Linked DNA regions of Mus musculus: regions 2, 3, 4, 5 and 6 are each linked to region 1. Evidence: chromatin contacts called from public Hi-C and promoter capture Hi-C data. All regions are on one chromosome and are shown on one strand. Each heading gives the region's core, a stretch centred on a gene start, on an enhancer-like site or on the middle of the called end of the contact. The rest is flanking DNA. Distances are from core to core; before and after follow the strand shown. Region 1 holds the start of AW209491 (expressed sequence AW209491). Region 2 overlaps Sugct (succinyl-CoA glutarate-CoA transferase). Region 3 holds the start of Mtr (5-methyltetrahydrofolate-homocysteine methyltransferase). Region 4 holds the start of Lgals8 (lectin, galactose binding, soluble 8). Region 5 has its middle 440 kb from the start of Gm25020. Region 6 holds the start of Ero1b (endoplasmic reticulum oxidoreductase 1 beta).

What was found. Promoter capture Hi-C pulls out the DNA fragments that hold promoters and counts their contacts. A called contact is a pair of places that touch in the nucleus more often than the background predicts.
Region 2: a Hi-C map of the G1E-ER4 cell line shows a contact between it and region 1, with 3 times the contacts expected there. The contact joins the enhancer-like site here to the promoter of AW209491 in region 1. A contact is called at or near these places in 4 of 39 promoter capture datasets (the 3T3-L1 cell line, 3T3-L1-derived adipocytes and liver) and 1 of 484 Hi-C or Micro-C datasets (the G1E-ER4 cell line).
Region 3: a contact with region 1 is called in a promoter capture Hi-C map of pre-B cells, with 5 times the contacts expected there. The contact joins the promoter of Mtr here to the promoter of AW209491 in region 1. A contact is called at or near these places in 3 of 39 promoter capture datasets (liver and pre-B cells), 2 of 484 Hi-C or Micro-C datasets (CD4 T cells and erythroblasts) and 2 of 115 datasets of contacts at active chromatin or transcription factors (pro-B cells and thymic regulatory T cells).
Region 4: a contact with region 1 is called in a promoter capture Hi-C map of liver, with 2.8 times the contacts expected there. The contact joins the promoter of Lgals8 here to the promoter of AW209491 in region 1. A contact is called at or near these places in 3 of 39 promoter capture datasets (liver and pre-B cells), 1 of 484 Hi-C or Micro-C datasets (B cells) and 1 of 9 other capture datasets (adipose tissue).
Region 5: a contact with region 1 is called in a promoter capture Hi-C map of stem cell-derived epiblast-like cells, with 2.5 times the contacts expected there. The contact joins the enhancer-like site here to the promoter of AW209491 in region 1. A contact is called at or near these places in 3 of 39 promoter capture datasets (the 3T3-L1 cell line and stem cell-derived epiblast-like cells) and 1 of 115 datasets of contacts at active chromatin or transcription factors (astrocytes).
Region 6: a contact with region 1 is called in a Hi-C map of CD4 T cells, with 4 times the contacts expected there. The contact joins the promoter of Ero1b here to the promoter of AW209491 in region 1. A contact is called at or near these places in 4 of 39 promoter capture datasets (liver, neutrophils and pre-B cells) and 1 of 484 Hi-C or Micro-C datasets (CD4 T cells).

What each region holds. Positions count from the first base shown.
Region 1 is chr13:14,627,432-14,632,458 of GRCm38.p6, reverse strand. AW209491 (expressed sequence AW209491) reads right to left here and starts at 2,201. Exons shown (of 2, transcript NM_134067.4): 1 at 2,095-2,201.
Region 2 is chr13:17,624,307-17,629,333 of GRCm38.p6, reverse strand. The region is part of intron 6 of Sugct (succinyl-CoA glutarate-CoA transferase); the gene reads left to right. Among named protein-coding and RNA genes, the nearest start is that of Gm40826, 59 kb to the left of the region's middle. Within about 2 kb of position 2,098, at least 20 of the 459 cell types and tissues checked have an H3K27ac peak or open chromatin away from gene starts, as enhancers often do. A contact at or near this core is called in the G1E-ER4 cell line, where this site is marked.
Region 3 is chr13:12,254,996-12,260,022 of GRCm38.p6, reverse strand. It overlaps Mtr (5-methyltetrahydrofolate-homocysteine methyltransferase), which reads left to right and starts at 1,910. Exons shown (of 33, transcript NM_001081128.3): 1 at 1,910-2,161.
Region 4 is chr13:12,458,875-12,463,901 of GRCm38.p6, reverse strand. It overlaps Lgals8 (lectin, galactose binding, soluble 8), which reads left to right and starts at 2,164. Exons shown (of 10, transcript NM_001199043.1): 1 at 2,164-2,661; 2 at 4,586-4,728. The coding sequence starts at 4,687.
Region 5 is chr13:16,767,499-16,772,525 of GRCm38.p6, reverse strand. No RefSeq gene overlaps it. Among named protein-coding and RNA genes, the nearest start is that of Gm25020, 440 kb to the left of the region's middle. Within about 2 kb of position 2,940, at least 17 of the 459 cell types and tissues checked have an H3K27ac peak or open chromatin away from gene starts, as enhancers often do. A contact at or near this core is called in stem cell-derived epiblast-like cells, where this site is marked.
Region 6 is chr13:12,563,523-12,568,549 of GRCm38.p6, reverse strand. Ero1b (endoplasmic reticulum oxidoreductase 1 beta) reads right to left here and starts at 2,667. Exons shown (of 16, transcript NM_026184.2): 1 at 2,372-2,667. The coding sequence starts at 2,473.

The DNA of each region.
Region 1 (5,027 bases), core at 952-3,451:
GACCGTATTGCTAAAAACACCAATTTGAGTCATAGGACATGGCGAAATGGAGCTCGTACACACCTAGAAGCTTCAGCTGTCCTGGCTAATTTTCATAGTTCTGCAAGGTGTTATGCAGGCTAACAGAGGAGAAAAGCAATCTTCAATAGTATCTGTGAATCCTTGGAGTTACAATTATGACTGGCCTGGCAAGACATGCCCATCAGTACAACAGCAGCACAAATACTATGGGAGTAACCAGCCACTTTACGGTTGGTATTAACATTTTGTCTAAGCTCCACCCCACAGTTACCTGGCTACAGCCAGATATGCCTGGCTCACTATAAAAGGAGCTGCTCGACCCCTCACTCTCTCTTGCTCTTGCCTTCTTGCTCTCCCTCTGTCATCTAGTCCCCCTCTCTCCCCATTCCTCTCCACGTGCTCATGGCCATCTTCTCCTCTCCTCCGCTCCCCTCCCTTCTCCTCCCCCCCCCCCGCCCCTTTTTCTGTCTCTCCTACCCTGTCAACTCCCCTCCCCATTCCCTGAATAAACTATTCTATACTATACTGTGGTCTTGTGGCTGGCCCCTCAGGGGGACCTCAGTATGGGCCCACGGAGGCATCCCCTTCCCCCATACTGACTACACATCCACCAAACATTCACACACACACACACACACACACACACACACACACACATATATATATATAGGATTTAAGTGCCACTCCATAGGATGAAACCCATACTTGGCATCATTATTAGGCTACGAACCTATGCTAGGGAAGTCATAGGCCCTAGGGGAAAACTTACCACTTTATGCTGCTAGATAGTGTAAACTGACTTATTATTATACCCATAAATGAATGTATTTTCAACCCTCATCTAAGAGGCTTCTATTGCAGTAGATAGTTATTAACACAGTTGTTAATACTCACAACTGGCCAAGGTGCAGAGACTAAAAGACTACATATAACTCTTATTCCTAAAAGGGACATATGTAACACTCATATGTTACTCTCACAAGGCTCAGGGATCATTGTGAAAGGAAAAAAGGTAAGACCTGCAATGAAACCTCCTCTGGACACAGCATGCACCAACCCTGCGCAAGCCTAAGCCAGCATGGCAACTGCTGGCAATTCTGAGCGGCTGGGAGAGGGAGAGACAGTTTTCTCTAGGAGTGTAGCCTCCCTCCCACCCTTCAGTGGAAGACCACACATCCTAGACTATTTGGGTAGTACAAAGCAGTCTTGAAGGAGGGGTGGAGTATGGGATTGGTTGAGTCATCCATGGTGGATATGAACCAAACACATGATATGAAATTCTCAAAGAACTGATTTTTTTAATGTAAAAACAACTGCTTAATATTAAAAATCCACAAACTGTCCAAACAAGAGGCTCTCCTAAACTAGTCATCCTAGGATCTCTCACCTCTTACTCCTTCAATAGATGATTTTTGTTTTCTTGGGGCTTGTTGGATTTTTTTGGGGGGGTGGTGGTGGAGGGGGGATTGTTGTTTGTGTTTTGAGACAGTGTTTCTCCACATAACCCTGCTTGTTCTGGAACTTAATATGTAGACCAGGCTGGCCTTGAGCTCACAGAAATCCACCTTTCTCTGCCTCCCAAATACTGGGATTAAAGGTGTGCGCTGCCACTCCCGGATACAGTCTTTTAAGGAGTTGCCTCTTGATTTCCACAGGGTTTAGAATATCAAGCAATCAAGACTGTCTGATTTCTGCATGTGATGTCAACTTAGCAATGTTTCAATAGAACAAAGGGGATAACCAACTGGCCTCCTGTTCCCATTCTGAAGGAAAAGATGGAAGGACCCAGAACACCACACCAGGTGGCCAGCCTGGCTGTTGGACTATGACAAGGTGCGAGAGCCTGGGGTGAAGTGTTTCTGCGTGAGTGTGGTTCCCATTCTGGTATGTCCACCTGCACCGCTGGGCCTGATCCAACAAGTCCGGATCAAACAGGCTCCAGCTGGCCTAGTGCTTAGAGGCCAGAGTAGGGAAGACGCAGTACTGACCCTTCCTGCCCCGAGACCCGGCCCATGCCCTCCCTCTCCACCTCCCTCTATTCCCCACTCACTCCCTTGGTCCCCGGATCCTCACCAGCAGCGCCAGACACCATGCGCACATGGCGAGGGAACACAGAGGCAGTCTGCAGAGACAGCTCACCAGTCAGTCCTCACCTTGTTCTGCTGAGAGGCACTCCGCCTGCCGAGTCCCGCCTCTGGCATTACGTGGTTCCGGCCCGGTGAGCTTGAGCTTGAGTCCCAGGCGGCACCGCAGCGACCATATTTGTTGAGGGCAACCGGCTTCTGCTACCAAAGCGACGGAAACCTGAGCTCCCAGCCAGCAGGGGCGGGTCAAGGGTTGGGTCTCAATCTCACTGAGTCCTGAATGCTAAAACTTATTTGGGTCTCAGATTTGGATATTTTTAGCAAAATAAAAATCGAGAACCATGAGGTTCCAAACGCCACTCGGAAGCATTTTTAGTTGCATCATCCTGGCCTTTACATAGAAGGAACCTTTAAATGTGCTGTCCTTCCGAACAGGGCAGAGAACTGCATAGCTTCAGGGGCTGTGGATATTTAGTTCAAAGTTATCCGAGGTGAGGGGGAGTTTGAGAAAGCAAAACTAATTTTAAGTATTTTTTTAAGTATTATTTTAAGTATTAGATTTCAATTGTGTTTTCCTTGTCCCAAGTACTACTTTAAGGATAGAAGTAACTCAGATCAGACACACTACCAAAATCTTAAGACAGGAGCAATATCTCATTCGGTGCTTTAAATATACTAAAAAAAAAAAAAAAAAAAAAAAAAAAAAGCTCTGTAGCCAGCGCTATTCCAAATACATTACACACGAATTTATTTAGTTCTAAACTAAAGGGTAAATAGATGTATTTTGCCCCTGAGGCACAAACAACGCTGTAAATGCCTTCAGCAAAGCCTGCCAGGGTTTATCAAGCACAAATTCCAGAGGGCTTTGGAACTTCAGGTGTGTCTAAATGGGGGGGGGGGGGGGGGGCAAGAATTAAAACCATTCTTTAAAAAGACTCCATTAATAACATACCAGAGTTCTTTCTCCCATCCAGGGCAGCCAGCCCATTCCTCCCTCAGAAATAAGTTTATTGTGATGTAAGTAAACAGGTGTCAAGATAGAAAGAAGCCCAACAAAAAATAGGCACCATTAGAAAATGGGAAATTTTCCTGATTAAATGTTGCCCCTAGCCTCCTTGCTCCTCCAATGCTCCCACCCCCTACACCTTTTCCCTTCAAACAGTAAATACGTAAAAACTTCCAAAGAAATCTGACAATCACAATCTACAAGAAGACTCATTCACAAACTCAACACTCCCCAACCTTCTCCGGCTTGGATTTGGAGGACAGAGAAGGCACATACAACAGCACGTTTCCTTAAGAAGTACCTTGTAACTGGAACCTTCAGCTACCTGATTACTTTGGCCCTCAAATAAGCTTCTCTTCATTTAAGGGCTGAAGGCACAGATAGGAAACAGCTCTTCGAAGTAAAGGCATATTCTAAACATCAGTGGACTAGAAAGTACAGTAAGGAATTGAAACACAGCAAAGAGCAAGAATCAGATATTCAGTTAACAGAAATTTTAGGTCCATAATCAAGAAAAGTAAAAGGAAAAATGTAAATATACTAAAAAATTTACAAAAAAAATTTTAATAAGGACCTACTTGGGCATTCGGTCTAATAACCATTAAGAAACTTATCAAATGTCCTTCCTTTGGCAGCACATTTTAAACTAAAACCCAAGTGATCCAGAGAACATTAACATGGCCCCTACAAGAGGATGGCACACACATTTGGGAAGTAAAAACTCATCAAAAGGCAAATAATTGTGGAACAAAAGACAATCCCAAAGGCCACAGAGAGGGAAGTATTTTGTCACAGACACAAACTATAGCTAATAAAGGGGCCATTGCACTGGTTGCCAGGAACTTAAAATTCTAATCCTAGAGAAGTACCGACCCCTCCCACTGAGTATGTTTTTACTCTTCTTTACATCGAGGCAAAGGTTAGGGCTGGAGAGTTGAAAAGCTTGGAAACTGACTGGAAAGCAGGTGAGCTTAAGTACCAAGAGTCAGGAACTCCTGTGTATGACAATCAACTGAAAATGCAAAAAATGGTAAAAGAGCTCAGTGCTCCATTAAAAAGCAGAATCTTCCTCACTCTTCCCTTCTACTTCCCCTTCCCCAGTATATGTAAACGTCAAGAACAGTCACGTTGCTCAGCTAGTAACTTTGCAAAGCAAGATTTATGGTAAGGAATTTGCTGCCAAAGCTTTCCAGATACAACCAAATGTTGGGAGAAGCTATGAACACTGGGAACACTATAATACACAAGATGAAAAGAAACTAACATCCAGAAGCCTAAATGATTTAAGAATGTTTCGGTGTACAATGAGCCCCTACATCAACGAATGAGTTTCTGAAGCAACTAGAACAAAAGGGGAACAGATGAGTTTCAAGGTCAATGAAGAGTTCTGTTCAGCCTTGTGAACAAAGGGGATGGGGTTGCAGGCAGCTTTCCATTTGCGGAGGCAGAATATAGCTGACCCTGAATCTAATGTTTCCTTCCGCTGCACTATCTGCACTTTCCTCGTCTTAAATTTATATACCTCTACTTTCCTCTTTGATTGATACATGTTGACATTCTTCTGGGGTTCTTGTTTTGAGAGCCAGTGTTTCTTCTATGTAGCCCTTGTTGTCCTGGAACTCTGCAGATCAGGCTGGCACTGACTTCAGATCCACTTACCTGTTTCTCAAGTGCTGGAAATAAAGGCTTGTGCAACCACCACTCAGCATTCTGTTGTGTTTTGTTTTTTTTAATATTGGACATCAGGTTTAAACAAATTAAACAGCAGCTAACAGAAATCCTACCTTTCCAACAATATCAAATTTACTTACACACACACACACACACACTCACCAATGTAAGGGAGAAACCTTTTAATTTAGTGGTTGTCAGTCTTCCTAATTATTTTTGTTGCTACCTTAGCTGTATTTTTTTTT
Region 2 (5,027 bases), core at 849-3,348, 3.0 Mb before region 1:
CTGCACTAAACCCATCTAGTTCTGGGGTCTTTTTGATTGGGAGACTTTTAATTACTGCATGTCTTAGTCAGGGTTTCTATTCTTGTACAAAACATCATGACCAAGAAGCAAGTTGGGGAGGAAAGGGTTTATTCGGCTTACACTTCCATACTGCTGTTCATCACCAAAGGAAGTCAGGACTGGAACTCAAGCAGGTCAGAAAGCAGGAGCTGATGCAGAGGTCATGGAGGGATGTTCCTACTAGCTTGCTTCTCCTGGCTTGCTCAGCCTGCTCTCTTATAGAACCAAGACTACCAGCCCAGAGATGGTCCCACCCACAAGAGGCCTTTCCCCCTTGATCACTAATTGAGAAAATGCCTTACAGCTGGATCTCATGGAGGCACTTCCTCAACTGAAGCTCCTTTCTCTGTGATAACTCCAGCTGTGTCAAGTTGACACAAAACTAGCCAGTACACTGCACCTATTTCTTTAGGGGTTATGGAACTCTTTAGATGATTTATGTGATCCTGATTTAACTCTGGCACCTGGGATCTGTCTAGAAAATTGTTCATTCATTCAGATTTTCCATTTTTGTTGAGAAAAGGTTTTTGTGGTAGGATCTGATATCTTTTTGAATTTCCTTGGTTTCCATAGTTATGTCTCCCTTTTCCTTTCTGATTTTATCAATTTAGATACTGTTTTGTGCCCTCTGGTTAGTCCGGCTAATAGTTGATCTATCTTGTTGATTTTCCCAGTGAACCAACTCCTGGTTTTGTTGATTCTTTGTATAGCTATTTTTGTTTCTGCTTGGTTGATTTCAGTCCTGAGTTTGATTATTCCTGATGTCTACTTACCTTCTGTGTTTACTTCGTTTTGTTCTAGAGCTTTCAGGTGTGCTGTTAAGCTGCTAGTGTATGCTCTCTCCAGTTTCTTTTTGAAGGCATGCAGAGCTTTGAGTTTTCCTCTTAGCACTGCTTTCATTGTGTCTCATAAGTTTTGGTATTATGTGCCTTCATCTTCATTAAATTCTAAAAAAGCCTTTAATTTCTTTCTTTATTTCTTCCTTAACCAAGTTATCATTGAGTAGAGTGTTGTTCATCTTCCATGTGTATGTGGGGTTGGTTTCTGTTGTTTTTGTTGTTATTGAAGACCAGCCTTAGTCTGTGGTGATCTGATAGGATGCATGTAATTATTTCAATCTGTTGAGGCCTGTTTTGTGACCAATTATATGGTCAGTTTTAGAGAAGGTGCCATGAGGTGCTGAGAAGGTATATTCCTTAGTTTTAGGATGAAATGTTCTATAGATATCTGTTAAATCCATTTGGTTCATACCTTCTGTTAGTTTCACTGTGTCTTTGTTTAGTTTGTGTTTCAATGATCAGTCCATTGCTGAGAGTGGGGAGTTGAAGTTTCCCATTCTTATTGTGTGAGGTGCAATGTGTGCTTTGAGATTAAATAAAGTTTCTCTTATGTATGTGGATGCCCTTGCATTTGGAGCATAGATGTTCAGAATTGAGAGTTCATTTTGGTAGGTTTTTTCCTTTGATGAGTATGAAGCATCCTTCCTTATCTTTGATAACTTTTGGTTGAAAGTCACTTTTATTCAATATTAGAATGGCTACTCCAGCTTGTTTCTTGGGACCATTTGCTTGGAAAAAATTTTTCTAGCCTTTTACACTTAGGTAATGTCTGTCTTTGTCACTGGGGTGTGTTTCCTGTATGCAGCAAAGTGCTGGGTCCTGTTTTTGTATACAGTCTGTTAGTCTATGTCTATTTATTGGGAAATTGAGTTCATTGATTGTCCTGACCCGGGGGACCCAGTTATTCAGGGGGTCTGAAGGGAACCTTGCCTGAAAGAGAAACTGGTGGGAAAGAAGAGCTAGACCAAGTAGATGATCCTATCAAGGTCTGTTTATTGCGAGTAAGGTTACAGAATATAAGCGGTAAGAAGGAGGAAGGAAGCAAAGAGGGAGAAACTTGCCTGTGCCTCAGTCCGGGGGCAGGGGTGGTTCTGCATAACTGCCCGGGAAGGTGCTATCTACTCTTAGCTCAGGGGACATTCTGTGGTTTTTCACAGGAAGTTTATAGATACTATTATCTGATCTTCATGTTCTGTCAGCTGTCATTTCAAAAGGTCGAAGTCTCTCCAGGAGGGAGTGGAACTTTGGCTTATGATTCAGTGTCAGTCCCCAACATCTCTCAAAAGGACAGAAGTTTCTCAAGAAGGGAGGGGAGCTTTGGCTTATGGCTCAATGTAGGTCTCCAACAATCGATGTTAAGAGATATTAAAGAAAAGTGATTGCTACTTGCTGTTATTTTTGTTGTTAGAGGTGGAATTATGTTTGTGTGCCTATCTTCTTTTGAGTTTGTTGAAAGAAGATTATTTTTTTGCTTTTTCTAGGGTATTTCCCTTCTTGTGTTGGAGTTTTCTATCTATTATCCTTTGTAGGGCTAGATCTGTGGAGAGATATTGCATACATTTGGTTTTGTCATGGAATATCTTGTTTTCTCCATCTATGGCAATTGAGAGTTTTGTTGAGTATAGCAGCCTGGACTGGCATATTTGTTCTCTTAGAGTCTGTATGACATCTGCCCAGGTTCTTCCAGCCTTTATAGTCTCTGGTGAGAAGTCTGGTGTAATTCTGATAGGTTTGCCTGTATATGTTACTTGACATTCTCCCCTTCCCGCTCTTACTATTCTTTCTTTGTTTTGTGTACTTGGTATTTTGACTATTACATGATGGGAGGAATTTCTTTTCTGGTCCAATCTCTCTGGTTTTTTTTTTTTTTTTTTGGTTTTTCGAGACAGGGTTTCTCTGTATAGCCTTGGCTGTCCTGGAATTCACTTTGTAGACCAGGCTGGCCTCGAACTCAGAAATCCACCTGCCTCTGCCTCCTGAGTGCTGGGATTAAAGGTGTGCACCACCAACGCCCGGCTGGTCCAATCTCTTTTGAGTTCTGGAGGCTTCTTGTATATTTATGGGCATCTTTATTTAGTTAGGGAAGTTTTCTTCTATAATTTTGTTGATGATGTTTACTGGCCCCTTACGTTGGGAAGCTTTACTCTCTTCTATAACTATTTTCCTTAGGTTTGGTCTTCTCATTGCGTCCTGGATTTCCTGGATGTTTTGGGTTAAGAGCTTTTTGCATTTTGCAATTTTATTGACTATTGTGTCCATGTTTTCTATGGTATCTTCTGCCTGTAAGATTTTTCTCTTTCATATCTTGTAATCTGTTGGTGATGGTTACATCTATGACTCCTGATCTCTTTCCTAGGTTTTCTATTTCCAGGATTGTCTCTCTTAGTGATTTCTTTATTGTTACTATTTCTATTTTTAGATCTCGGATGGTTTTGTTCAATTCCTTCACCTGTTTGGTTGTGTTTTCCTGTAATTTGTTAAGGGATTTTTGTGTTTCTTCTTTAAGGGCTTCTATCTGTTTAAAGTTCTCCTGTATTTCTGTAAGGGAGTTATTTATGTCCTTCTTAAAGTCCTCTATCATCATCATGAGATGTGATTTTAAATCAGATTCTTGCTTTTCTGGTGTGTTGGGTTATTAAGGGCTTGCTGTGGTAGAAGAACTGGGTTTGGATGATGCCAAGTAGCCTTGGTTTCTGTTGCTTATCTTCTTGCCCTTGCCTCTCAACACCTGGTTATTTCTGGTGTTAGCTGGTCTTGCTGTCTCTGATTGTGGCTTGTCCCTCCTGTAAGCCTGTGTGTCAGCACTCCTGGGAGTCCACTTCTCTCTCAGAGGAATTTGGATATGGAAAGCTGTGGCACAGGGTCAGCTCCACACACAGACGGAAACAGGAAGGTTCTTGTGGAAAAGATAATTTTTAATATGATAAAATGTTTTCAGTAACTTAACATAAATTTCAACTATTTAAACCTAAGTGGAATATAACTTTTCCATATTCCAGATTTCTAAATATATATTTTCTCCAACAATAAAGATGATATTGAGTTACTTCTGTGTATTAGAACTGCTGTGAGAAATATTAAGACTATTGTGATATTGTGATAGTTTTCCTATAAACTGTGAGATTAAGAAGCTCTACTGGACTGCTTGACATGGTAGTAAATGTTTGTAATACCAGCACTTGGAAGTCTTTGCTTCATAGGAAGATTCATGGCTGAGGCTGGAGCTCAGTTATATAATGCTTGCCTAGCCTCAGCAAGGCTCTGGCTTCTATCCCAGCTTCACAGGCAACATGCCCTGTGCCCTCCCCACACCCTGGAATAACAAAACTCTACTGGAGTATGAATAAAATAATTCTTTCTTATATTAAAAAGGAAATTGCTGTTCTTAAATGAGTTATCAGCTGGGTATATCTATAGGTATGTAAGTGTCATTTGTCATGAAAATATTTTTTGATGAACGTTTATAAAAGTGGGACTTTACTCCATTCCTGCATACTTTTCTTTTTCTTATTTTAGTGATGAAAGAGAAACCCAAGACTTAAGGGAAAGTTAAGCCTTTTTCCTACATGCTATGAAACTCTAGCTATTAGGACCAAAACATATATATGAATAAATATATAGAATAAATTGGATTAACATTTAGTGTCTAACTTTTGATATATTGGTACAATAGTCCACAGTTTAATAAATCTCTTAGAGGGGTTGGGGATATGATTCAGTAGGTAAAGCACTTGTTATGCAAGCATGAGGAATTGTTTGATAGCCCAACAAGCATGTAAAATCTGGTGTGGTGGTATACTTCTAGAATTCAACTCCTCAGGTGATGAAGACAAGCAAAACATGGGACGCAGAAACAGTGAACTCCAGGTTCCCAGATAGACTTTCTCTTAAAAACTGAGGTGGAGATAAATAGAGATACCTGACATCAACTTCCTTTCCTATACCTGCATGTATGGGTGAGTATATGTGCAAACTCCCCACTTCCCGCAAAAGAAGCTCTTGGGAATTAGGGACCAGAAAAAGGAAAAGATGACAATTTTAGTTAATGTGAAATTAGTAATTATTTCAAAACCTTTAGAAATCGAATGTCTCACAGATTGTAACAAATGAATGTGCCAAGGCTTAGCC
Region 3 (5,027 bases), core at 661-3,160, 2.4 Mb after region 1:
TATTATGCAGTTGGTCCCAACTATTCACCTGGCTCAGCAGTGTTGGTGGAAGGAGGGCATGATGCAGGTGCCAGATTTGGAGCTGGTGCCACCGCTGGCAACATTCCTCCTCCACCTCCTGGATGCCCTCCCAACACTGCTCAGCTCGCAGTCATGCAGGGAGCAAATGTCCCTGTAACTCAGCTCAAGGGAAACTTCTTCATGGGTGGTGTGATGGTTTGTATAACTTGGACCAGGGAGTGGCACCATCTGAAGGTGTGGCCTTCTTGGAATAGGTGTGACCTGCTTGGAATGGGTGTGTCACTGTGGGTGTGGGTATAAGATCCTCACCCTAGTTGCCTGGAAGTCAGTCTTCCACTAGCAGCCTTTGGATGAAGACATAGAACTCTCAGCTCCTCCTGCCCCATGCCTGCCTGCATACTGCCATGCTCCCACTTTGATGATAATGGACTGAACCTCTGAACCTGTAAGCCAGGCCCAGTTAAATGTTGTTTTTTATAAGACTTGCCTTGGTCATGGTGTCTGTTCACAGCAGTAAAACCCTAACTAAGACAGGTGGCTACACCATGTGGTGAGGAACCATGGTCACTCCTGTGCCAGGGAAGACATCTCATACCTTCAGCACTTCTCACAATGTAACTGCTTTAGTCATATTCACCTGAAGTTGCAGTTTAGACACATGTTTTTGGGGTGTCTTTCTGGTGTCAAAACTTTTGAGGCACTTTTCAAATTTAATAAGGAACCATGTAAGGGTAGCAGCCCCTCCCTAAAGCATTCTGAGGTAGGGGGTATCCATTCTTCAAATGAATGTGAGTGAAGCAGCCCAAGGTGCTTCCTTAATTCCTCTGGAGTGATGCTGTGCCATGCTGGTCTTTGCTTCTAGTAATAAAACATCAAATTAGGTTTGGAGGGAACTTTGATCTTCCTAAGGGAAAAAAATGTTATGTTTTATTTGTGTATTTCCTCTGACTAAAAAAAATATACCCTTCCTTTAAGACCCAACTACTTTGTTTGTTTGTGTGTGTGTGCGTGTGTGCATTGTATGCATGTCTGTGTGCTAAGATAAATGAGCTCCTGTATTGCAGAGCCCAAAGGAGACCATCTGTATTCTCCTTTCTCACTATCCACCTTATTTCTTTAGCCAGGATTGTTTTCTGAACCTGTAGCTCACTGGCTTTTCATTCAGACTGGCAGCTAGCAAAACCCAGGAATCTTCCCGTCTCTGCCCCAGATACTTATTTGCCTTAGAATACCATAAACCCTTTGGGATGTTTCCTACTTTCTTCTTTCCATGTTTAATTATTTGTGCAAGTTCTTACTGGCCCACTTGTGCTATCCAAGTGTGTATCTCAACTTGAGTGTTTTACTCAGTAAATGTTTAGTATCAGTGTGGCCATTAGCATCTATAGTGCCTCATAATTTCCATAGTGTACTCACGGGTTCTTTTTTTAACCCCTGTTGCAAGCCTATAAATTAATAGTCACTTTCATTCTAGTCTTTCTTTTCTGTGGATGAGGGAGACAAGATATTTAGTGTCTGCAAAACTAAGCTACAATTAATTTTCTGACTTCAGATTCCTGGCCCTTGATACTCCACCACTGATGAGAGCCAATACTATAGTATGAATTTTTCGACTAGAACTTGGAGAGGTCTTTGGGAACCATTTCCAGAACTCAGGGAAGAGACGCTCTGGTCTCCATAGGGACCCAGTACTCAGGACTACATCTCCCATAGGGCCACGGAGCAAAGCCTCCGGCGATTGGGTAACGACCAACAGCCTATACACGGCGGCGAGGAGCTGTTGAGGGCCAATCACATGCCGGGAAGGGGGCGGGCCCTCCTGCCGGAGGCTAGATTGAGCGGAGAGCTAACGGCGCAGTGGCGGCGGCGGCCGTCTCTACGTCGTCAATTCCTTTAGTCTGTCGCTGCGGCCTTGCTCTGTAGCGGGGAGCTCTGCGCTTGGGAGTTCCGTAAGAAGCGCGTGCCCGAGGCACGGTACCCGGAGGCCCGGTGTGTCGGCTCTGGAGCTTCGGGGATCTTGTCAGTTCGTCAGGCCAGAAAACGCTGGCTGGAGCCGCCCGCGGTGGAATTCTTTGGAGATCAAGCCTTCCCTGCTTGAGGAGGACTCTTGGCGGCGCGTCGCCTGCGCTGTTGTCACTCGGTAACTCCTCCATCCAGGTCTAGCGGTTCTGTGGGTGCCTCGGCTCTCCAGGAGTTTCTCCTTCGGAGACCCAGCCTGGAGTTCGGGGGGGACGCGGTCCTTGCTGGGTCTCTTTCTTCACTCACCCGCACACGCTCGGTCCGGTGGCGGAGCGACGAGCGCTGCCTTTAGCGCTGCAACTTCTAGCAACAACTTCCCGCGGGGCTCCTGGGAAGTTCTGCATGATATAACTGTATTCAGTAAATGTTTACGGAAAGCTGTCTGCCCGAGACGAGTTCAGATGCTGGGAGGCCGGTAAGGCAGCCTAGACAGTTGAACCACGTGGGGTTTTAATTTCCTTTTCTACTCTTTACTTTTGGAAACTCTGGCTTTAGCTTGACGGTTGCCTGACTGGACTCTCAGTACCCAGGAGTGGGGATGGAAGGCAGAATAGTAATCGCAAATTACTCGGATATTGGTGGCTCTGGCCTCCACAATGAGAAAAGACACAAAGGGAGTATAATTTCAGTTTTGAGTGTCTTAAAGATTTGGAGAGAGATTCCTATAAGACGTGTGAGTGAGGTAAGACGTAGAGTCGAGAGAATTAGTAATAAGGACATCAGGTTGTGCTTGCCCAGCGGACAGGAAGCTCTGGTTTAGTTAATCCCTAGCTCTGCATAAAGCTAGACTCGAAGGGGTTTACGTCTAAGGCTATTCTCTGGAACACAATGAGTTCTGGACCAGCCTCGGTAACATGAGATCCTGTTTCTTTTTAAGACAGAACAGTGAGTATGGTGTGGCATAGTGTGTAGCCCTAGGAGGAGGGTGAATATCTGACAAATAGGGCTGGTAGAATTGTTCTTGAAACCAGTGGGACATTGCCCGGCAGCACATTGCTGTTGCTATAAAAAAAGATCGCTCTTTTTCATAGAGTTACGGCATGGTTATTTAGTCTTTTAGGGCTTCAGGCTTCTTCCTTTCTTTTTAGAAAAAGAAGAGTAATTGAATATAGTTATTGCTGCAGAAAGCCTCTGAAAATTTAGAATAGATTAAATAGTGATCCCTTGCAGAAAATGAGAGAAAATGGTTGGCTATTTGCACCTGGCCCTGCTCTCTTCTCCACTTTCCTCCATGGGTGAACATCAAGTTCTAGGCTCCTTACCTGTAGCTTAGAAATAGTTCTGCCTCTCTCACCTATGTGTTGGTATTACAACCACGTTGCTTTAACATCCTAAAAAACCCTTAGCCACTGGTGTCCAGCTTTTGTTTTTTGTTTCTTTCTGTGTTATTTACTGTTATACTGTCAAGTCTCAAGGAAGAACTAAGATTACCGAACTTCAAGGTTGAACTGAAAGCTGGATATGTCCCAGGCTGTGGATATGGTTCAGTGGTGGAATGCTTGCCAAGAGTAAATCCCTCCAGCAGATGGTCAGGGAGAGGGTATAACCTCAGACCCTGTGTGTGAGAAAGTTTCTGCTGCAGCTTCTAGTGATCTCATGTTTCTCCCTTGCATGCTTTTATGAACTTAGCTAAGAGTGACTAATGGAAGAATGAATAAAAGGAGCCAGTGAATTGGTAGCAGCTCAGATCTCTTCTGGCCTTTAAAAATTAGTGGGAGAAAAAAATATTTCAAAAATGAGATAATATGTGAACAGATGCCTATAAAATGTAGCAAATCAGTTCAATCTAGAGATTAGAGGCCCCAGATGAAAGATGTGTCCTCCAAGGAGCTTGTGGAGCAGATTGTAAAGTAGCCAAAGCGGGAAACTGCTGAGAATGCATTGAGGTAGTTTGCTTGTAGTGCAAAAAAGAGAAGTATTTTTTATTCTACACCATTTTGTCCTGTGAAAGGGAAGTCCTTTTGTGACCCCTGTTAAGGCCATTCTCTCCAGAGGAGCTGTGTTCCTGACACTGTAGCATGTCACTTACAGGCCCATATTAGGAACTAATTGTCCTATAACTTGTTATTCTTTAAGTTGCTTGGTTTTCACTTGTTTGTTTGCAGTGCTGGGGTGCTAGGGAGTCTGCTGTAAGCCTTCGTACATGCTAGGCGAGTGATTTACCCTGAGCTGTAGCCCAGTCTTAGGTAGTTCTCGGCTACTACCTGACTTTATGTTCCTTTCAGCATCTGGTGGGTGCTGTCACCAGTTCTACATCTATTTATCCTTTGGAATATTTGCTGTGAAGACAAATGGTACCAAGTCAAGAGAAGGAAGAAAAGAAGAAGGAAAAACAAAACCTAAAACAACGAAATACCCGATTCTACAAAGCTGTAGGATCTACTCAAATTGGGGAAAATACAATTGCTTCATGGGCTTATTCACCAGGACGGGTCTCAGAACTCTTTTCTATGTAGCACTTATTTACATGCACACAGATATTAAACATAAAGCTGTTTCTAATCATCTACTGGGAGTTACTATGAAACCATGCCGCCTTTTATTCACCTTAAAAGATGTGTCAGAGAATCCGTTCTACATAGAGTAGTCGTCCCTTCTTTACTTTCCTGCTGAGATCAGACATAGAATCCGCTCTATTAAGTTGTAAAACACACAGAATATTCTAGACCTAATGAACTGAACACAGAAACTTTGAGGTGGGGCGCATTCTTTACAGAAGAATAAAGTTTCAGTGAATGCCCACACTATGCTAAGGGAAAGGACAGTCATTGGGAGGATTTGGTTTTTAAATTTTCCTTATTGTTTGAGGGGTGGCTCTGGTATGTTGGCTTGCACCTGTTGGCTAAAGTCTCAGGAGACCTGTTCTTTCTTCCTACCTTGGGGATGTGGCGACTCAGGCTCTCAGGTTTACACAGTAAGCACTTTTTCCTACAGAGCCTTCTCTTTGGCCCAAGGGGATTTACATTTAAGAGAAGGTTCTGATGGTA
Region 4 (5,027 bases), core at 915-3,414, 2.2 Mb after region 1:
TGGGATTGAAGGACATCACTGCCCAGCCTATGAATAGCCTTTTAAAAAACTGGACAGAATATTCCAAACTGATTCTCCATTGAAACATATGAAGTCAGAGCAGAAACACTTATGCAAGGGTGGGCATCTCTCCAGCCCCAGTGAAAAGCTTTCCTTACTCTTCCACTTGCTCGATTCTCAATTCTTCCCAGCTAAGTGTTTTGCGAGTTTATGAGCCCTCTTCACAGGGCTTCTCCAGCTCTCATTTCTACACTTCTTTAAAGTCAGTTTCCAGTGAGCCCGGCAGCTACACAACACGCATTGATCCTGTTCCTGCTCTTTGACCCCTCAGAGCATTCAGAAACCTGGATGTTCTCTGTTTTGGATACCCATAGCCATTCCCAGCAGGTCGGTCTCTAAAGTCTCTCTCTCTCTCTCTCTCTCTCTCTCTCTCTCTCTCTCCCTTAATCCCCCTCTCTTTTCCTGACTTTTCTCCCAGGCTCTGGCCAAGTCTGTTTCCTCCTCCTATCTGCACTCCTAAAGGACCTCACTTCCAAGCTGTCATCCCCTCTTCCTCCCACCCATCAGCCTCAGCATGCTGATCTTTATTTTCAGAGCACACAGTTGCTCTCAGCAGCTCCGGGATTTTGTACTAGCTATTCCCACACCTTGGAATGCATCCAGCTCTGAGGTGAATTTATTATTTTAACTCTGTAAAGAAGGGGTCAACTCAGGCAAAACTGAAGATAACTCAACTGCTCTTCATTTTGAATAATGTAGCACTCAACCGAAGCCTGGGGAGCCCTTCTTTAGAGGCATTACAGTAGGGTTGGGAATGTGTATGGCAGATTCCCTATTGACCAAGCCAGCTCCGTCAGTCAACAGGTTCTCCAGGGAGGGAGTCGGAATTAAAAAGAAAAAAGACAACAAGACAACACTGTGGCATGACCCCAGCGAGTTCTGAGGCTGAGTCAGGCTTATAATGTTTTTCCAGTCTGCTTTGATACCAGTTTAAGTACATGCAAAATAATATCAGTTCTGGGTCAAGGACAAGCAGGACTATAAACACAAACAGTCAAGGAACAAAGTCCTGTGATCAATGTTTCCAGGCAGGGGCTTATCAAGATGACCAAGATATCTGAGCCTACTTCCCTCTCCTAGCCCAAAGTCACATTCTTGACTGAAGCCTACTTCTTTGCTCTAGCCCAAAACGATATTCCTGCCTGAGCTTACTTCTGTGTCCTGGCCCAATGTTTAATTCCTGCAAAGTTTCTAGAAACGGGCTCCAAAAGCTCTCCACACCCTATCTCTTACAAACCCCAGAAAGTGTAGTGAGAAGCCTACCACACCTAGTAATAACAACAGAGCTAAGACAACATACATCAAGGGTTAACTCCAGCTATTAAAGTAGAATCTTGAGGAGTTAATCAAAATTAGAAAATGGACATGAGGAAGGAGAAAAAGTAACGAATCAGAACACGAGGTTGCTGCTAAGAGGCTTTAAAAAAATAAAATACAAGTTCAAAACAAAATAAAACACACAGCCAGAGAAAAAGACCAAATGGCTATGTCAAACATGTCCTTTAAAAACAAACATGGCTAATATCTAGAAAAGAACATAACCTTGAGGCCATTAGGACATCAAAACTAGGTAGCTCAGTCAGCCATTCTCAGCGCCCTACAGTTTTATTTAAGTTTGTTCGTACAAATACGGGGCAAACCGTCAGCAGTGCAGCGCCCTGACTATGCAGCTCAGTGCTTATTGACCATCTACTCTGCTCAGAACTGAGCATCAGTGTCTAAACTGTTTCCTAAGGAAGCGTTCCCTGTAGTAAACTCCAGCACAGAATAAGCGGCCAATCACCCAGTGTTGACATGTTCTGGCTACTGCTCACAGGATGGGGTTTCTTGCAGGGACAAAGAAGAACGAATTCCTCCACACACAAGGCTAGTTATTGGCAATGAGTGGCTGCTAAATCTGATTGGCTCACAACATTGTTCAGTTCTGACCCAAGGCTGCAAAGGAGGCAAACCCAGGAGTACCCCGGCCACACCCCCCACGATTATTCTTTAAGTGTATTTTTAACACCCTTGAGATCAGGTATCTGTCCCAGAGTGACCCCGAATTCCTTAAGTTCTCCAGTATGACATTGAACTTGTGGTCCTCCTGCCTCCACCTCGCAGGGCTGGAACTACAGGGGTGCACCCCGACCGATTTGTGCAGAGCTGGGTGGAAATCAACCTGGGGGCTTCCAGCACGTGAGGTGAGCCACACCCCAACCCCAGCCAGCCACTCCCACAGCCAGCCATAGGTCTGCGTGTGTGACATTAAGAGCCCAACAGCCCCAGCTCGCAGCACTCGGACGCCCCGCCCCTGCAGTCGTTCTCGCGGAAACGGCCGCGGGCTGACCCCGCCCTCTGCCTGTGGCGGCTCCGGGAACCGGACGGCGTCCGTCAGGGGACACAAGTCGGAGCAAAGCGCTTACTACCACCGGGGTGAGTCCTGGCGACTGCGGGCTCAGGGACATCGGGATACCACTGTTCCCGGACCGGAATCCGAGTGTGGACACGGCATCCCGCCGTCTCCTCCGTGACACATGCACGGGGCACCGGACACCGGGAGCGATCGTGGGTTGAGGCTTGTACTGGGACCGTAGTGTCGGGACAACGCTGACTGCTGCGGTGAGGGCTCTCCGCTCGGCGGCTCACCTGCCAGGGAAAGGGCGAGCATCACCTGGATCCCCAAGAATGACAGGCCCAGGGACAGTTGACAGCTGTGTCACACTCCGTTATTCCAGACACGCACTTTAGCATGCTGCGTCATTCTATCCCAACGTTAAACACGGGGAAACGCAATTTCTCTGGGTTTGGGAATCGTCCTAAACCTAAGCCACGGCTTGTTGTGACTGACGGTGATACGTGTCTGGAGACTTCGGAGAGTAGTTATTTAATGCCAACCTAGGCCATCTTGATCTCTCTCCGGGAAAGATATCAATTATGGATGTGGTGATGGCAATTCCTTGTCTCCTTTTTGCTCTAGTTCGTGCTTCCTGGATTGCACAGAACAGAATTAAAGGCTCAGAGGATTTGAATAAAATGAGTTAGTGACAGATACTAGGTAGGGGTCTAGGGTGGTTTTTAGGGGTGTAACCAAGAGAGATGCAATTTTCTTTTCTCCGGTAAAATAAGAGATTTGGCGAGTGCCTATTGTCTACAGCCTGGCGGAACTGTAGGAAGTAAAAGACAGGAAACTCTAGTTTCATTTTCTGGCTTGGTTCTGGTTTGAGTCATCAGGACTAGAGGTAGTAAATGATTCAGTGGGCAGGGCGCAGTGCCGAGGGGGCGCTCTTATCTTTCAAAACCGGGCTGATGCAAAACATTGCATTTGGTATTCCCCGGAGTAACTCTGCCACCCCCACCCCACCCTCAACTTACTTAATTTGGCTGGTTGAAGAAGAGCAATGTTTTCTAGCAATAATAGCTAACACATACAGAGCTGTTTTCTGCTATTTAAACTAGTACAATCCTCAGGGCAATCCTATGATGTGATTCCTACTTGTTTTACTAATAGGAAAAGTTAAATGAATATTGTCCTGGTTTCAAAGCACTGCTTGAGTGATATTTGTGTCTTGGTTTTGTGTTATTTCCTAGCTTGTATTTTATTTGTATTTACTGCTTTTGATTTGTTTGGTTTTGCAGTGCTGGCACAGAACCCAGGGCCTCATCACACTAGGCAAGCTCTCTATTCAGCCCTTAAACATTATCTTGAGACAGGATGCCTTAGTCTCTATTCTCCTGCTGTGAAGAGACACCATGACCATAGCAACTCTTTAAAAGGAACGCGTTTAACTGGGGCTTGCTTATAGTCTGAGAGGTTCAAGTCCATTGTCACCATGACTAGAAAGCACGTGGCATGCAGGCAGACGTGGTGCTGGAGAAGCAGCTGAAAGTTCTACATCCGGATTCCCAGGCCGCAGGAAGGGAGAGGCACTGGGCCTGGCTTGGGCTATACCTCTTAATCCTTTTAAATAGTTCCACTCTTTGGTGATTAAGCATTCAAACCTATGAACCTATGGGAGCCATTCTTATGTGAACTGCCTGCCACACGGGATCTAACTCACCTAGGCTAGGGTCCAATTGTTCTTCCTGTCGCAGGCTTGCTCACAAGTGGCTTCGATCACAGGTATTGTGCCACCACACTTACAGTTTTAGTATTTTTAACAGGAAACTTCATGTAATTTCCTCCTTACATATTTTTTAAATAATTCCTGCACTGATCACTTAAAATTATTTCATTTAAGGCCAGGCATGGTGGCACATGCCTTTAATCCCAGCGCTTGGAATGCAGAGGCAGGCAAATTTCTGAGTTCAAGGCCAGCCTGGTCTACAGAGTGAGTTCCAGGATAGCCAGGGCTACATAGAGAAACCCTGTCTCAGAAAAAAAAAATTATTTCATTTCTAAGTATGTTATGAAGACTATATGGTAGGACTTTGGTTATACTAACACTTATTTGGTAACTATCCGTAAAGTAATATAATTTACATAGAAAAGTTTGATGTAGAGAAAAATCACGCATGGCTGTTTTTCTATATTGTTTTTACACAGGACAAGTTTTTACTTTGAGTAATCCTTAAATGAAGAGTGGGTAAAGTGTGTATACGGAAGAGAGACTCCAATCAACAATATCAATAAGTTGAAAAAGAAAAATGTTGTCCTTAAATAACCTACAAAATATCATCTATAACCCGGTAACAGATTTTTACCTTTTTTTTTTTTTTTTTTTTTTTTTTTTTTGCCTGTGGTAGGATTGACAGGAAATACACTCAAGTTGTAATTATCACTGGGGCCAGGCATGAACACACAGTTCAGTTAGCACACACACACACACACACACACACACACACACATGTATGCATAAACCTTGACGCTACAACACACACATGAAGGGAAGGTCTGGGGACAACTCTTGGGAAATTATATTCTACCATTTGGGTCTGGAAGTTGAACTCAGGTGATCAGATTTGGCAGGAGGCACCTTTACCTGCTG
Region 5 (5,027 bases), core at 1,691-4,190, 2.1 Mb before region 1:
TTAATCCAGGAACCATTGAAGTCTGTGTGGAACAGTTCAGCTGTATGAGGAAGATATTTGGTTTTCGAGTGACCCAGCCTGGCTTTGAACCTTGACATATTTATGCTTAGCAGCAATTTTCTTCAAACCTGTACAGTAGAGGCAGAACAATAATCATCTTTACAAACTGAAAGAATTCAAGGGCCTGATTCATGTACAAGGGAATGCAAGACCGGAATGTTGTGAGACTAGCAGACAGACCCAAGGTAAGGAACTAGGGTACATCTATCTCTATGCAGCTCAGGAGAAATCAACTCAGGCGTCGCTTCTCAAGGTTGAGTGTGCTCGTGAATCACCTAAGAATATTATTAAAATGAAGATTCTGATTATACTTTTTTTAAATGAAGCCTGATTTTCAGTTTGAAATTTGCCTCACCTCCCAGTAATTCTTATCTTTGGACTTTTGACCATATGGCAGCCATAGTGGAGATCACATGTGGACACAAGCTTCATCAGCATTGATTTTTGTGCCCTTAAAGCCTGACTTATTACCTTTTAAATGGCAACCTTTTCAGAACAACCCCAGACGGATCCAGGGTTCTATGCCCCATACTTCTGACTACACAGTGGAAAATAATATAATTCCAAGAGGCACAGTGGATACCCCTATCATGTCTGCTTATCAATAAGACTCAGCCTACATGCCCTTTACAAACAGAACTGAGCTCACAAGCCAGGAAGCATTGGGGAAAAACCTGGTCAAAGCCCAAGTTGGGTTTCTTTCTGGCAGGAAGGTAGGAAATGAACAGCTTTTGCTGTCACCAGTCCTCCCATTATTGGACTTCATGTCTTATAACACAGGAAATAGATTCATCTGTGGTTTCCTCTATGAGAAAATGACTCCATGGTGGCAGATAAGTAAGAAGGTGAAGAATATCTCTTTGGCAAGTGTTCTCTAAATGGCCAGAATCCAGGCCCAGGATTTGTATCTTAAAATGTAATCGGAGAACCATAGATTAGGGTTAGAAGAGTTGGAAGCTCCTTTAGCCTCTGAAATTACCAGCTCAGGTCCATGGGTGATTGTTTAATGCTTCTTTACTTAGCCATGCATTCAGTGCTGTTTTCCCATTGTAGTTTGCTGTGATACCCTTTACACAAACTAATACCCACATTCAGAACATGCACACATACATGTCCTCTCTGGTTCTCTTAAGATCTGACATTCTTTTACTTTTATACTCAGTATCTCTTCTACCACTATACAGAAAGTTGTAATAAAACAGTGATATCAGTTGTTTATGACAGTGTCTGTAAGCATGCAGCATAGGCTGCAAATAATATGTGCTCAATAAATACTTGTACCATATAAGTACTATCCAGGCTTAATCCTGCTTAGATTTTGATATCAGAAGAGATCATGGTCAATAATATTATGGCTAAAGACTCATTGAGTATCTCTGAGTGAAGAATGTCTGATGTCATATCTTGTTCAGGATTCCTGAATTTTCCCTTCATTTCACTATTCTGGATTCTTCTGCATTTTCAGAATCTTTTACCTTTATTCAATATATCCCAAAGTCCATTGTCTTCTCATGATCATTGTCCTCATTACCCTCACCATAATCATCATATAACATTGTTTGCGTTTCTACAATGGGGAAATCTCCATGGCATATTCTCACAGATCCTCAAAGACCAGGAAGGGCTAAGCTGTACATTCTATACATTCCTTTGGTAAAGTTGTTTCCATTGTGAAACCCACTTCCAAGAATATATTTCTCTCTAGCTCTTTTTTTCTTTTTCTTTTTCCTTTTCTTTTTCTTTTTCTTTTTCTTTTTCTTTCTTTTCTTTTCTTTTCTTTCTTTTTTTTTTGAAAATGGTGTGAATAAGATGAATATGACAATGTAAGTCATAAATTGCTTTTCATCTATCAGGGACAAGTAAGTGGTGTAATGGTCCTCTAAATTCTTGTGTTGCCCCCTGACTTCTAAGTAGAGGGAAATGTGCTTCTTCAGTGTACATAATTCTGCCTTAAGTAGGGGAAATATCCTTAGAAAATGTCTGACATCTAAGAAGCACTCAAGGTTTTGGGAGGCACGCACAGACAAAATCCCTCAGGCTGCTCCCCTTCTCCCTCCTATGCTGGTGGCTTGAATTTGGGGGATTTGTGGTAGAGCTAAGCATATGTCCATACTTTTTTCTCTGAAGCCCAGCTGTCACTGTGTAGCCTCTGTCTTCCTGTACATAAAACATCCCCTGTACATCTGGAGACTTGGAGAAAAAGGTCTGCCAGTCTGCACATGGGATTTGCAGCTCTTGGCTTCAGCACCTGTGGGCTGAGTGATCTGGAATATATTTGTGTTTCCTGGTCACAGTTGGAGCAGTGAGATTTGACCCTTAGAAGGCAGTGGCTTATTGCAAGCCTGTTCTTAGTGCTTTTAAAATCGTGTGCGCATTGCAGGAGTAAGACACCTCTGCCTACTGAAAGCCAGAGGAATGTGCCTGGAAGCCAAGTCTAGACAGAATTCCTAGGTGGGGAATCAGTGGGGACAGAGGTGAACGCCACACGGTTCAGTCCAATTTTCTGTCCTGCGTTTTTAGCATCTTTATGTTTCTTGGTTTCAGCCAACATGAGAGAGAGAGAGTTTGTGAGCTGCAGATGACCATAACAAGTGGGTTGGGGTTTCCACTGGCGATTAATTTAAATGCTTCACCTTCCTTCCACTTTTAATCTGAAGTGCATTATGGTCCCCAAGGAAGCCCCAGCATTTTACAGGCCTCTGGTTTACTGAGGGGAGCAGCAAATGGATGGAAAACTATTCTTTGTCATGTCTGGTTTACAATGAGTGGGGATTTACGGAAACAATTGCATTACAAAAGCACTAATCCCAGTTGTCAGTGTGATGAGTCAGATAGGGAAACAGGAGGAAGGCGAGGTCCTTTCCATTTTGTTTTCTACATTGACTGGAGCAACTTAACAAGCCAAGACCAAGGCAGCTCTGAGCCACACAGCTGGCACTCCATAAAAGACTGTCACCTCAAGCCCTCATGTGGTCAGTGGCCTTTGTTTCTAAATGTTTGTTGCCACCCATTTCAAATTCCACATCTTGAGACAAACCATCATCTTAGCACTAACCATTTTGTACCTCCTATCCTTCACATCCCTGCCACAAACAGAACAGCCCTGAAATCCCACAAATTTTACTTCTTGCTTCACGTGTACACAAGCATCCTGCCATTCCCCTGAGTCCCTCTGCAGGCTCTCCTCAATAAAGTTCTCCATCCAGCTCTATTCTCAACCATAAGCCTTCATCTCACTCAGCAATGCTCCCAAAAGCGTCCCACCTTGTTCTTTCTGGCCTCATCATGTACTTTTTTCTTTATCATATTAGGCAGTTTATGGTTCATGCAACACTACTGCCCCGCTCATAACAAAACATGACCTTGTTTCATGTTCTTGGTTTGTTTTCTTTCCAGACATTTCTTACTTGCTTCACTTAGATAACCTTAGCTTCTCAAGATGGGGGTGTAGTCCTCCCTCCTGGAAATCTTAATACTTTCTCCTCCACAGAAGCATGCATCACAAAAACAGATGCTCCTAGCTGGCCAAAACTTCCCAGGTAACTTCGGAATAATTGGATGGTACCTCCTCCTCAGTTTTCAGGTCAGCAGTATCTACATAGTGTTCATAAAGTCTTTTTGTGAGGTAAACTTCAGTTTCCCATAAGTGGTAAGGGGTTGCTTATCTGGGAACTACTTTATTTCCTGACTTCACAGTAGTATAGACTAACCCTCAGTATTGCCACCCCTGGTATTGTGGTATCATCCTGAGTGAGGTAACTCAGAGCCAAAAGGACATGCATGGTACATACTCACTAATGAGTGGATATTAGCTAAAAACAAAAGCACAGAATACACAAGATGCAGTCCACCGAGCTCAAAAAGGGCAACAAGCTGAAGGGCCCAAGTGAGGACACCTCAGTCCCACTTGGGAAAGAGAAGAAAGCAATCACAATGGGGGAGGGAGGGAGGGATCTGAGAGGGAAAAGTGGATCATTGTGGAGACAAGGGTTGAGAAGGAAGTATGGGGATGTAGAACAGTCAGAGGGTAGACTGGGAGGGGAATAAAATCTGGAGTGTAAACAAACAAACAAACAAACCCCCCAATGCTAGCATGAAAACATAATGGGTCCTGAAGTCCATTCCAGGGCTTCTAGCTTTGAAGTCACTCAGTGGCCTCCCTGTAGCTTTAAGAAGCCTTTTCAATGGGTATTTAATTCTATAATGACTGAACATATGATTACTACTGAATGTTTTACAAAATGTTTCAGAGTGAAAGACAGAGAGAAACATAGGTTACCCTGTGTGGGTCAAGGACACAGTGTAGTAGCATTTCTAAGGTTCCAATGTCTATCCTGTCAGGTAGAGGCTCTAGTGATCCTCATGCCCACTGTTACTAAGTGTGTACTGGTTCTGAGTATTGGCTGCATATGTGGGTCACGTTCCTGATTTGAATGGTCAGGGCACATTCTAACAGTGGGCTTTTTAAAAAGCTCCCTGAATGTTTTGAACCCTCCCCTCCATTAGACTACATGAACCTCTGAGGCCAGCTTCACAGCCACTCAAACAGTTTTCATTGTACCTTAGCCCCAGAGGAACTGACAAATGTTGAGGCAATCTCCCCTGAGCACAGATTCATATGACTCTTCCCATCAGGGAATCGAGAGAAATGTGTCAGGAGGAGATAATCGGACATTGTACTTACATACCTGTAACTGTTATTCTTAAACTGTGCTGCACACACACAAACAATATGCTGTGTCTGTGGTTCCATGGCATGAGGCGCAGAGGGCACTACCATGCCCCCATGCACTGAAATGACATTTGTATCTTTACTTCTGACTTAGAAAAGCCCAAAGATCCACCCTGCATGAATCTAGGTCCAAGGGCAGCCCTTATGTTTGAATACTGCCTGAAATAGCCTGATTGTTTGCAGGTGTGTTGGTTTCTGTATATTTCCAGTATTTTCTTAGTATTCTTGAAGTAAA
Region 6 (5,027 bases), core at 1,418-3,917, 2.1 Mb after region 1:
CTTCAGGTTTAAAAGAAACAAATCCTCCGGGTAGTGGAATGAGTCCCACATTTCTGACCTCCATTTAGTGGGGAGCTCTGTGTTCCTTGATTTCATGCCACCTCAGATGGGCATTTTAAAGGGTTTCAAATATATTTGACAGAAATATCCTTTTACAGGAAAACTGTATGTTAGCATGCCATGAACCATATTTGCATTTCATTTATAAGAAAATGGGGCATCAGATATACAAATGAACATCCTCTCACATAGTCAAAAACATTTTCCTGCTTTCAATATAGAAGGCAAAGTACCTATTTCCTTAAATGACTTTGATTTCTTGTGAACAGAGGTGTTTGTTCAACAATTCTAATTCTTCCTCTTACTTTTACTCTTTCTCCCCCTGCACACCCCGTCCCCCAAGTTTAGGATGCATGAGAAGTAGAGGAACTGTCTATGTTCCACCTTCTGATTGTCTGGTCTCTGTTTTTCTGTCCACTGAAGCAAGTATGCTGATTTGTTAATGCTGGGTAGAGCATAAAGGGCTACATTAGGGCCCCAGTTTATGTAACTTAATAAGCCAATTAAGCTCTCTGAACTTCACTTAACCACCACAGCCTTACACATGATATGTACCAAATAAAATGAGGTAATATATAATTAAACATGTTACAGGTTAAAGTGCTATCTAAAAATGACATCAAAACTGTATTTAGAAGAACAAAATATACTTTTGTAGACAGGCACGGTGTTACTTTGAAATGCACAAATATTTTATTGTTGATATATATATTACAAATATATATCAACAAATAGAATTACAGGTACATTATAAACCACTAATTACATGTGATTATTGGTAGCTAGAGAAACCTTAAGTGAAGCTTCTAGACTAGTGATTTTAAAAGTATACAATTAATTAATGACATATATCAAGCAAGAAAACAAGAAATCAGACTTTATTTAAAAGTTCTAAATGTAAGCTCCACTCAAGTCAAACACTCAAACTAGTAACTACAAAGTAACTTTGCTATTGACAGCCTAGGAAATTTATTTTTTCTAAATCTGATAGATACACCCAGAATCCTATCATAGTGTTTGCCAAGCCTGACTAAAGTATAGTGGAAAGAACAATTGCATCACAGACACTTACAAGGCTTGTTTAAAATTCTGATTCCTTGCTCAGTTCCAGATGGACTCAGCAAGCTCCACGTTTAACAAAAGGTTTCTTTTCCTTTCCCTTTCTTCCTTCTTTTCTCTGACTGGTTCATTGTTTAGTTTTTTGAGAGAGGGTCTTGCTATGTAGTCCTGGCTAACCCAGAATCTCAATATGTAGGCCAGCGTCCAACCTGCGGCAATCCTACTGTTTTTCCTACTGTTTGTGTTTTTTACCCCTGAGAGCTGAGGCTACAGGTGTATGCCACTGTTCCTAGCTGTTTATTTTTATCAAATCATTCAAGAGAACTCACACATGGACACAAACAGAATATTCTTGTATTCTAGGACTTCATGCTGGACACCATAACACCATGAACAAGGCAGAAAAACATGTTTACACGGTTACTCTCACAGTTACCATCATTTTTTTTTCTCTTAGCAATGAGTGTTAATTGCTTCAAACTGCATGCCCCTCATTATCAGGCCATCTGAGACACTTTTGTTTTTCTTCGGTTTTGGCTCTTCGAGCTAGCACTTTGCAGCAGGTGCAGACAAGATATAGCAGCATCTGGCAACCTGTTCAAACCTTCCTCACTAAAAGAGGCAGAGCTAACCTATCTCTTTTCAAGGCAAGAGGCTGTGCTTTGGCTTTCGAGTATGTAGTGAACACTTCAGTAATACCTGCCTAACCAAGGCAACGTCAAAGTCTACCGGACTGTCCAGCCAGCAAGCCTCACTATAGACTTAAGAAGCCCACAGTAGGGGCCTAGGCCCTCCAGTGTCATAACTGGGCTCACCTGGCATGCCACTTTGCATACGTAGGACAGGTGGATAATTATAAAGCGGGTAATGCCTATAGCTATCTCTAGAGCACAAGTTCAAGGAAATGAAGTAATGCCCCCTCTAGCCCAGGAAGAGGATGGAGGGTCTGCCTCCCTGTCATCTGAGGGAAGGATGTCAGAGGTTTGTGTCCCCAACACCTTCACCACTCAAGACTTGTGTCTCCCCGTCACCATCACAAAGATAAAGCCGCTAGCGCTTACTGGCCGTCACCATCTTCCTCTTCCGTAAACCATCACCACGCGTGTCGTGTCCCCGCGCCCGCCGCGCTTTACAGACGTTTCCCGCACTAGCCGGCGCGGTTCTCAATCCCTGGCTGGCCACTCGCACCTGCACCTCGGCCTCTCGGCGACGCCGGCGTGACCCGTCCCCTGCCTTTGGTCCTCGGGCTTACCTGAGTCTTGACCAGACTTGAGAGGAAGCTCAGGGTGACAAGCAGTTGCACCGCGGCCGCCGCCCCCTGCCCAGTAACGGCCCGGCGGAACCCCGGACTCATGGTGACCTCGGCCGCTGCCGTCGCCTCGGCCGATCGGGGCTGGGGAACGACGGCCCGCCGCGACGACGACAGCAGGGGGCAGTGCCTGGGAGCCGGGAGCCTCCAGGACCCGGGGTCTGAGCGCCGGTCTCGGGCAAGGAACACTCTACCGTTCGCAGCAGCAGCGACTGATGTACCAGTGCTGCGCGCCCCCGCTTCATCCCAGGAGGCCCCGCCCCCGGCGTCCTCAGTTATGATCACGCCCTCTGCGCAAAGCCTTCTGGGAGTTGTAGTCCCTGTAGCCCCTTGGGGCCCCCCCACAGTGGGAAGGTCTTGAAAATGGAGAACTACAGGCTCGGAGGTCGCTCTGCCTCCCTGAGGCGGGGCTCCGCGGCGGCCAATGAGGCGGGACCACGAGGCCTCCAAAACACCCAGGAGCAGGCGGGAGAGTGGGTGCTGTTTTAGGGGTTGGCCTGAGGTGGTGGAACCTCTGTTTCGTCGCTCTGAGAAACAAGACTGTCCACCCCCATCCCCGCAGGTCTTCAGGCACTATGCCAATAGCTCTTTGTCACCGCTTGACCTACTGGGGCCAGGATTTTCTCGCCAGGCCGGCCGAATCTTTGACTTGCTATTCCCAAGAGCTTTCTTTGCCTTTTTTCTCACCTCTGCAGCTACCTAAAACCACCTGGCATCTTGTCAGGAAGTCTTCAGCACCTCCTTCATGTCACATGCCCCAGAAGTATCATTGCTTGGTGTCTCCACTACTCCTCTACCAACACCAGAAAATCTATAATACATTTTAAAGGATGAAGGAAAACCCCAGTCTATACAGTGAAAAACGAAGAATCGGGATAAACGCACAGAAAAGCTTAAAGGGACATAGACTATCCCAAATGTAACACATTCTAGATGGTTTTGTGGTCTTAATTACACCTCAAATATTGTTCTGGGATTATGTAAGGTTATGTACATAAGCTTCCTGTAGTCCCTAGCAAATAAGTGATCAATTAATGGTAATCGCTAACTTTACCGATATTCCTGAGTTATAGGAAACTTACATTCAGTAGTATGTATCAATTTGTCATTGTTGATGTAACAAATGACCAGAAGGGTAGTGATTGAAAACAACCCCAATGTATTATCTTACATTCTGGAAGCCAGAAAACTAAAACAAACTGCATCCATTTGGAATATTCTAGAGAATAATGTTTCCTTGCTTTTTCTAGCTTCTATGGCCAATCAAATTCCTAGATTCAGGACCTCACATGACACAGTGGCATAGCCTGCTTTTGTCGTCTGTGCTTTCTGACCCTATCTCTCTTGTGTCCCTACATATAAAGACTTTCGATTGCATGGTGCTCACCCGGATAACCCAGGCAATTTCCTGATCTCAAAATCCTTAATCACATCTTCAAAATCTCCTCTGGCCTCTCTGGTAACATGAGAACATTCGCATCCATGATTCCATCTAGACCCACTGCATGATCTGTAGGGTCAGCCAGAAATGAAAGTCCAGGGGAAATGAGAAGACTTTTAAGGCGGAGACAACAGAACAATAAACCAGTCCAAGACCCTGGAACTTCACAGGCCATCTTCCCATGTCACCAGCTCCCTTTTCTCCACATAGCTAACAGAGAACTGTGTGCGACTTGCTTCTCAAAGCTGCCTTTCTATGCTCTTCATCGCTCTGCGCTTTGGGTATGCATGGGACTTTCCTCAGGTCCCTTTGTGCTGCAATTGGCCCAGATAATGTGTACATCATGGAACATAGCCATTTTTTTTAGTTATAAACTGCCTTATTTTTAAATTTCACATTTTAAATATCTGATATCAAGGGCAGAAACCATGCCTGTCATTCGGAGCACTTCAGGGCCTGTCACAAAGAAAAACTTGAGCTTTTCTATCAACTTTTCAATTGGTAGAAGAAAAACAAGTTTACAAAGATTATAATGGCACACACACCATTTGTTTTAGCTCAGAAACTTTACTCACAATGTTTGGAAACATTTTTTTCTCTCAGTGAGTGAAATCAGACATGGGTGTTTTTCATGAAAAAGAAAGGTTCACATTGCCCTGTGCTGTGATCTGTTTTAGCGTTTGCTGTAATGAGCAGGATGAGGAGTTGATTAATTGATGAATAAGCTACTGTCCTCTGTTTTAGCCTTGCGGTTTATTTCTTATTAGAGCAGGCATTGCCTTTATAATGATACCCATGCTCCTTACCTACACTCCTTAACTTCAAACTTCCCATCCTAGTTAGGGGTTTGCAAGTTGAAACAGGAAGAACCTTTGTAGCAAGCTATAGAAAAATTCAGATCCAGCTAGATTTAAAAACAATAAGAAAACTAGTAATAAGTCAGGAAAACTGGCAACTTTGGGAATGAACAAGGCTTCATCACTTACAGTTCCAGAAAAGTGAGTCCATCGGGGTGTGACTCAAGGACCAAAAGGAGCATGGACCGTTCTGGACTTTTCCAGAACATTCCCATTGGCTTGGCTCATTGTTCTCGGTTACTTTTCACACTCTATCCTCCCATCAAACTTCAAATTACTCCTCAAGTTTAGCTGAGAGAAG